Linked DNA regions of Capra hircus: region 1 is linked to region 2. The links are chromatin contacts, called in public Hi-C maps. All regions are on one chromosome and are shown on one strand. Each heading gives the region's core, a stretch centred on a gene start, on an enhancer-like site or on the middle of the called end of the contact. The rest is flanking DNA. Distances are from core to core; before and after follow the strand shown.

The links. A called contact is a pair of places that touch in the nucleus more often than the background predicts.
Region 1: a contact with region 2 is called in a Hi-C map of liver, with 1.8 times the contacts expected there. The contact joins two enhancer-like sites. A contact is called at or near these places in 2 of 5 Hi-C or Micro-C datasets (blood and liver).

Annotation. Positions count from the first base shown.
Region 1 is chr1:107,085,946-107,089,536 of ARS1.2, reverse strand. All of the region lies in intron 7 of LOC102180704 (schwannomin-interacting protein 1), which reads left to right. Among named protein-coding and RNA genes, the nearest start is that of IL12A, 120 kb to the right of the region's middle. Within about 2 kb of position 1,481, at least 1 of the 5 cell types and tissues checked has an H3K27ac peak or open chromatin away from gene starts, as enhancers often do.
Region 2 is chr1:106,943,317-106,946,965 of ARS1.2, reverse strand. It overlaps LOC102180430, which reads right to left. Exons shown (of 19, transcript XM_018050332.1): 10 at 3,630-3,649; 11 at 3,489-3,538; 12 at 2,744-2,961; 13 at 2,380-2,630. Among named protein-coding and RNA genes, the nearest start is that of IL12A, 27 kb to the left of the region's middle. Within about 2 kb of position 2,050, at least 1 of the 5 cell types and tissues checked has an H3K27ac peak or open chromatin away from gene starts, as enhancers often do.

The DNA of each region.
Region 1 (3,591 bases), core at 232-2,731, 140 kb before region 2:
CTAAGCCCTTCCATGCTGGCATGCTTCCAGCACATGGTGGGTGCCCCCAAGTGGCACTTGCTGTTATCTGACCCAACTCCTGATGACATCTGCCATGCCCAGAAGGCAAGGACCCTGGCATCTTTCCACAGCATCTTTCCACCAGATTGCTCTCAGCATGGGGAGACTCCAAGACTTGAGTTTATAGCTGGGCCTGGCTCCAGGCCCCCTCTCTGTAAAGAGGTAAAGAATGCCTCCTTCCCTGGGGAATAGGGAAGCTAGACTAATGCTGGTCAAGATCTTGCATTTCTTTGTCATTTCCTTCGTGGAAAAGCCTCTCACAATAAGTATGTGAAGTGCATGAAAAAACTGTGAGCATTCCTACGGTCTTATGACACCTTTTCTGAGTCAGTTTATAGGAAGTCTTTAAGCCACAAGGCAACAATTACTATTAATCCCAGAAATGGTATTCAGAGAGTAGAGGCTCCCAAAGAAAGAAAGAAAACTGCTTGTCACAGTAACATAAGGAATTAACCATGTGATCCAGAACCATCCAAGGGAAGCTTGACAACATATGTAGTGACAATGCTCTCAGCACTCACCACAGGGACCTCTTCTCTGTGTGAGACACTGCGTAAAATATTTTCCCAAATGCAGTGTTATAAAAATAGCTCAGGTAACAAAATGAAGACTGCAGAACTATGTTTAAAGCTTGTTTTTAAAGACCTATGGGCAGCACTCTGTTTTGTATGCTTTGGATGTTATTGCCATTGCTCGTAACAAAAACACACAAAAAACCAGAAGGTCTTCTCATACCTTCTTAGCTGGTACCACTCAAATATTGTTACTGCCCCCTACAGATATATTCAGGCACTGCACCAGCAATTGTAAGACACCTCCCTTTTTGGCTAAGAACTTTGCATATAGGGGTTAAGATTATGGGAAATCAGGGGCTTCCTTTGTGGCCCACAGGTAAAGAAATCCACCTGCCAATTCAGGAGCCGGGGGTTCAACCCCTGGTCCAGGAGCCTCGGAGCAACTAAGCCCCTGAGCCACATGTGTTGAGCCTCTGCTCTAGAGCCCGTGAGCCGCAATTACTGCAGACCAGTGCCCTATGGTGGAGCCTGGTAGGCTGCCGTCTATGGGGTCGCACAGAGTCGGACACAACTGAAGCGACTTAGCAGCAGCATCAGGAGTGCGCTAGAGCCTGTGCTCCACAATAAGAGAAGCCACCATGATGAGAAGCCCGCACGAGGCAACTAAAGAGTAACCCCTGCTCCCCACAGCTAGACAGAAGCACAAGCAGTAACAAAAGGTCCAGCACAGCTAATAAGTAAATGAAATTATTTTTTAAAAAAAGATTCTGGGAAATCAGTAGTGAACTGTACAAGGACATGCATCTTCTGAAAAATATGTAAACCCTTTCATCAGTTCTGTGACTTGCCAATGGTAACAGAGGACAGTTTCTCTGTCCCTCAGAGCAGTGCTGGCACTCCTTGGTGCAAAGAAGACATTCAGAGGCCCCTCCCTTTCCTCAGAATGTTCAGCTGTTACTTGGGTCTGCACTGTACTATGTTTATACTGCAGATGGTATGATGGTGGGAGACAGGGAGGGCAGAACCATGGGGTTTAGAGGAGAGGAGTCACTTATTTAAAGGTGTTGGAGGAACCCTTGAAACAAGAGCAGGTGGGGAGTAGTTTCTATGTCCGTTTCTGGCTGCAAAAATATAATTTTGCTCATGGGGGGTGGAATCTAAATATACTTCAACTTCCCCAAAGGTGGCCATGCCAGAATGTTGCTGCCAGATCCCAGAGACTGAGAGCATGGCCACCAGGAAGCCCTGCTCACCTCCCTTTACCTGTCCAGCTCCTACCATTCAGGTGTCAGTTCAGGTCCATGGTTCTCAATTTCAGTTGCACATTGGAATCACCTGGGGAGCCTTTAAAATATTGATGCCTGGGTCTCACTCCCAAAGGTTCTGATTTAACTATTCTGTGAGACAGGGACTTCTGTGCATTCGAAGTTTTTTAAAGCTTTCCTGATGACTCCAATACATGGCCTAATTCAAAAACCACAGGTTGAGATACTTCTTTGGAGTAGTGCTCCCTGAACCCCCAAGACTGACCTAGGACCCTCTTTGTGCTTCTGGCAGCATTGCATTCCTCCCAAGTGGGGCCTGATCATATTGTGTTATATTTGTTTGCTGTCTTTCCCAGCCTGGCTGTGTTGTTATTCAGTCGCTATATCATGTCCAACTCTTTGCGACTCCATAGACTGCAGTACACCAGGCTTCCCTGACCTCTGCTATCTCCCGGAGCTTGCTCAAACTCGTGTCCTTTGACTCCATGATGCCATCCAGCCATCTCATCCTCTGTCGCCCCCTTGTCCTCCTGCCTTCAATCTTTCCCAGCATCAGGGTCTTTTCCAATGAGTCAGTTCTTCACATCAGGTGGCCAAAGTATTAGATCTTCAGCTTTAGACACAATGCTTATTTTTGTTCATTTCAGAGTCCTCAGAGCCTCAGACAGAGGCTGCCAAGCACATAGTAAGTCCTCAAAAGTGATTGTTGATGTAAAGGAGTTCTTGTAGGGCTTGAGTGAAATTAATTCTACTAAAGACTTTCATATAAATAGTTGATGAGAACCTTTTAGTTTTATAAACTGAAACTCTTTCCCTCCTTTGTTTAAAATTTTAGTGAAATTCACCCTTGTATGGATGTCTCAAAAATAACACCCAACTTTCAATATTTTCTGAAGCTATTACCTATCTGTTCTTTCCTTGTCTCTCAGAAAACCTCATGTTGTAGGTTTGCACAACACACTCAGACAAAGAGATACATATTTAAAGCTACTATAAGAACCATAATTTAATTAGCTACATGGAATCTTAGCCACTGGTTATCAGTTTGTTCAAGTGAGGCCTTTGAGCTACTTTATGAAAATAATCAAGATTCTTTTACACACCTAAAAAGATGATCTGCTAAAAGGCATGATTTTTCTTGGGGATACAGTGCTATTGTTACCTTTTTTCCTGAGTCCCTTTAGTGTTCAGTGAATATGGGAATATTATTTGTGGGCTGCTGCATGTGGCAAGGACACTACTGTCACTTCCCTTTTCTGAAAATATTTGTGGTTTGTCTTCCCTGTGCCATAGATGTGAAACATTCTGCATCATTAATACCAGTGAGTTACGCTTGATGTCATTAACTGCCCAAGTCAAGGCAGTACACAGAAATTGCCCCTGAACCTTTGATTACAGCTGGAAAGCACAGCATTAGATAACTTTTCTCTTACCCAATTTATAATTTCCTGAGATCATCCTTCAAAATGTTTATTTCTTGCAGCCTTCAGACCCTACCACTCTCCCGGAAGACGTTTGATTAGTGCCTATTTGAGTGATATCAGCAGCTTGGCCATTCCCCTGTCTCCATCTCCACTGGCCAGCTGCTGGGTTGGCCGCCTTTGGGCTCACAGTCCATGATAGGACCTGATGAGTAAGAAAGTTGACCCAGCCCTGTCCCCACCCTCACTGACCCAGGACTAATTGAGGGGAGGGAGAGTATCACATACTCTTTGCATCCACCAAAGCCTATCATTTGTTCTAAAGACATT
Region 2 (3,649 bases), core at 801-3,300:
GCTCCTCTGTCCATGGGATTTTCTAAGCAAGAATACTGGAGTGGGTTGCCATTTCCTCCTCCAAGAATTATACTTTAGGTGCAGTTATTTTTATACCACTTTGAAGGCTACTTTCCCAACTGAAAGTATCTTCAGTGAGATTACAGGAAGCATATTTTGCTTTCTTAGGAGGAAACAAAACAATCTATTATTAGAGTTTTTACATTTTAATACATATTGCTAGTTATAATCTGTATAACATTTTTAAAGCATGCAAATACTATAACCTAAAACCCCTGGGAGTGGGTAGCTTGATATAAATTCTGTAACTCAAATTATAATTCACAAAGTAGTATACTTTACAATAGCTGTGTGGATCACAATAAACTGTGGAAAATTCTGAAGGAGATGGGAATACCAGACCACCTGACCTGCCTCTTGGGAAACCTGTATGCAGGTCAGAAAGCAACAGTTAGAACTGGACATGGAACAGACTGGTTCCAAATAGGAAAAAGAGTATGTCAAGGCTGTATATTGTCATCCTGCTTATTTAACTTATATGCAGAGTACATCATGAGAAATGCTGGGCTGGAGGAAGCACAAGCTGGAATCAAGATTGCCAGGAGAAATATCAATAACCTCAGATATGCAGATGACACCACCCTTATGGCAGAAAGTGAAGAAGATCTAAAGAGCCTCTTGATGAAAGTGAAAGAGGAGAGCAAAAAAGTTGCCTTCAGCTCAACATTCAGAAAACTAAGATCATGGCATCACTTCATGGCAAACAGATGGGGAAACAGTGGAAACAGTGGCTGACTTTATTTTTCTGGGCTCCAAAATCACTGCAGATGGTGACTGCAGCCATGAAATTAAAAGACACTTACTCCTTGGAAGGAAACTTAGGACCAATCTAGACAGCATATTAAAAAGCAGAGACATTACTTTGTCAACAAAGGTCCATCTAGTTGAGGCTATGGTTTTTCCAGTAGTCATGTATGGATGTGAGAGTCGGACTATAAAGAAGGCTGAGCACCGAAGAATTGATGCTTTTGAACTGTGGTGTTGGAGAAGACTCTTGTGAGTCCCTTGGACTGCAAGGAGATCCAACCAGTCCATTCTAAAGGAGATCAGTCCTGAGTGTTCATTAGAAGGACTGATGTTGAAGCTGAAACTCCAATACTTTGGCAACCTGATGCGAAGAGCTGACTCATTTGAAAAGACCCTGATGCTGGGAAAGATTGAGGGCAGGAGGAGAAGGGGGCAACAGAGGATGAGATGGTTGGATGGCATCACCAACTCAATGGACATGGGTTTGGGTAAACTCTGGGAGTTGGTGATGGACAGAGAGGCCTGGTGTGCTGCGGTTCATAGGGTCGCAGACTCAGACACGACTGAGTGACTGAACTGAAATTAATGCTTTTTTTTTTTCCGCATCGGTCAAACCCCGATTTTGAATCTGAAAGGATAATTTTGAGTCACTGCTTTATCTTTTGTCAGTGCTCCACCCACCTCTAAGTCATTATAACTGTACTGACAGTGAGTCAGGGTATAAAAGGAGATTCGATCCTCTGTTTTCAATGATATAATTCAGAACATGGGCTACAACATAGATTTATTCTGCATTCTGGCAAACGGGTTCCATTATGAATATCCAAACCCTTCTGCTCAGGTCATTCTACCTTAAACATACTGGGTGCTTCATGAATATCTGCTGCTACAAAACCCAGAATGTCGAATCCATGAACCAAACGTCAACTTTTATCCAAAAAATTATTCTGGAATGAGTTACCCTAATGAGGTATGTCTTACTGGCAGAGCTTTAAGCCAAGGAGGAACCTCCAGTCTCCCTATGTTTGACCCAAAGACCCGAAACGGCCCCCCAGTATATCCAGAGCAGGTGCCTCACCAACTGTAATGTCCCAGTCACCTGGGAATACTAAGCAGGGCAGGCTCTGAGTCTGCAGGTCGGGGCGACGCTGAGATTTGGCATTTTAAGGAGCACCCTTGCTGACGGAAACCAGCCGCTCCTGGTTCCCTGGTCCCCAAATCACATGTTCAGCAGCAAGGCTGTAGAGAACAGATGGCCTTGGCTGTTCTCCAGGCAACCGTCTCCAAGGCCAGGCCTGCTGGATCATGCCACACCCACCTCTAGAGAGCTATTTTCCTATCTGCTCTCCTCCCGACGCTGTTCACATGTATAAACACCCATGCTCCATGGCTCTGAGGGCCTGGCACTGATCTTCTAACTTCTGTGAGTGAGCATGACATCAGACCCACCATGGGGAGACAATTAAACCAACAGAGACACCCAGATCTTAAATCAACAGACATCACCCAGACCTTGTATAAAGTCTGAACACACAGTATTCAACATTTAGTATTCACTTTCATTGGCTTTACCTTGATGAAGGATTCATTATTGGTTGCTACGTACACTCGGAAAGACAAGGACGGGTTATGGTCGATGGCTTTGTACAGAATCACCGCCCCGTGGTGGAATACCGTCTCTTCGCTTTGAATAACGGGTCCCACAGGAGAAAGAGAGCTCACACGCCATTTGACGTGGGTTGCAGAATGGTCCACAGTATATTCTAATGAGGCCCCAGTACTTTTAACATGGAAGACTTTGAACATCATGTTGGTATCTCGGTCTGTTAACACAGGAAGGTGAATTAGTGTTCTGGGCGTTGCATGCGTTGCACACATACTCTCACACGTCCACACATGCACATGCCAATTAAACTTTTAGCAAACAAGTACTCACGACCCAAGCAGAGGGAATGTGGAAACTGAATGGAGGTAAGACAGAGCGGGTCACATTTAACATCAAACAAGGGTCCACCGACGGCCCAGGGCTTCTCAATGAGGTCTGAATATTTGCTCCAGGACAAGACGCAATACTTGATATCAACTTTCCTGTTAACCTCAAATATCAGACCAGTCTCCGTGCACTGGTAAGTTCCCTCTCCATCCACCTTCAGCCTGCATCGGACAGAGAAGAACACCTGTCAAGTCCTGATGTTTGTTTAGGAGAGGATTTCTTTAAAAAAAATTTTTTTAACTCATTTTATTTTGTTGTTTAATTTCACTCAAAAGCACTGAGGGAACTCCATAACATTTTGAAGCAGCATCACAATCAAAGGAAGCAATCTAAGGCTTTTCCCGGTGGCTCAGTAGTAAAGAATTCTCCTGCCAGTGCAGGAGACACAGATTTGATTTCTCATCTGAGAAGATCCCACCTACCTCGGAGCAACTAAGCCCGTGTGCCACAGGAAAGTAGCCCCCACTCCTCGCAACTAGAGAAAAGCCCGCACAGCTACAAAGACTCGGCACAGCCAAAACAAATAAATAAAATTATACATATATATAAAAAGAAAACAATCCAAGAAAGGACATAAAATGTGTGAAGTTAAGTTATGCTGTTTTGTGTTTCCCCAACTTCTGGTTATTTTTACATAGGCAGATAAATTACTAATGGTATCATGTCTCCTCAATTCCCAGTGACTCACAAAAACTGTCCTCGGGAAAGAAGCCTGGGGGTCACGAGTTCATTGTGTTTCTGGAGAAAAAGCACAGAATAACACATAAGTAAATGTCATTTTCTTAAATAAAGCAAATTAATCTTCCTTTATAATTAAAAACATACTTACATTTTCAGCATTACAGTGTT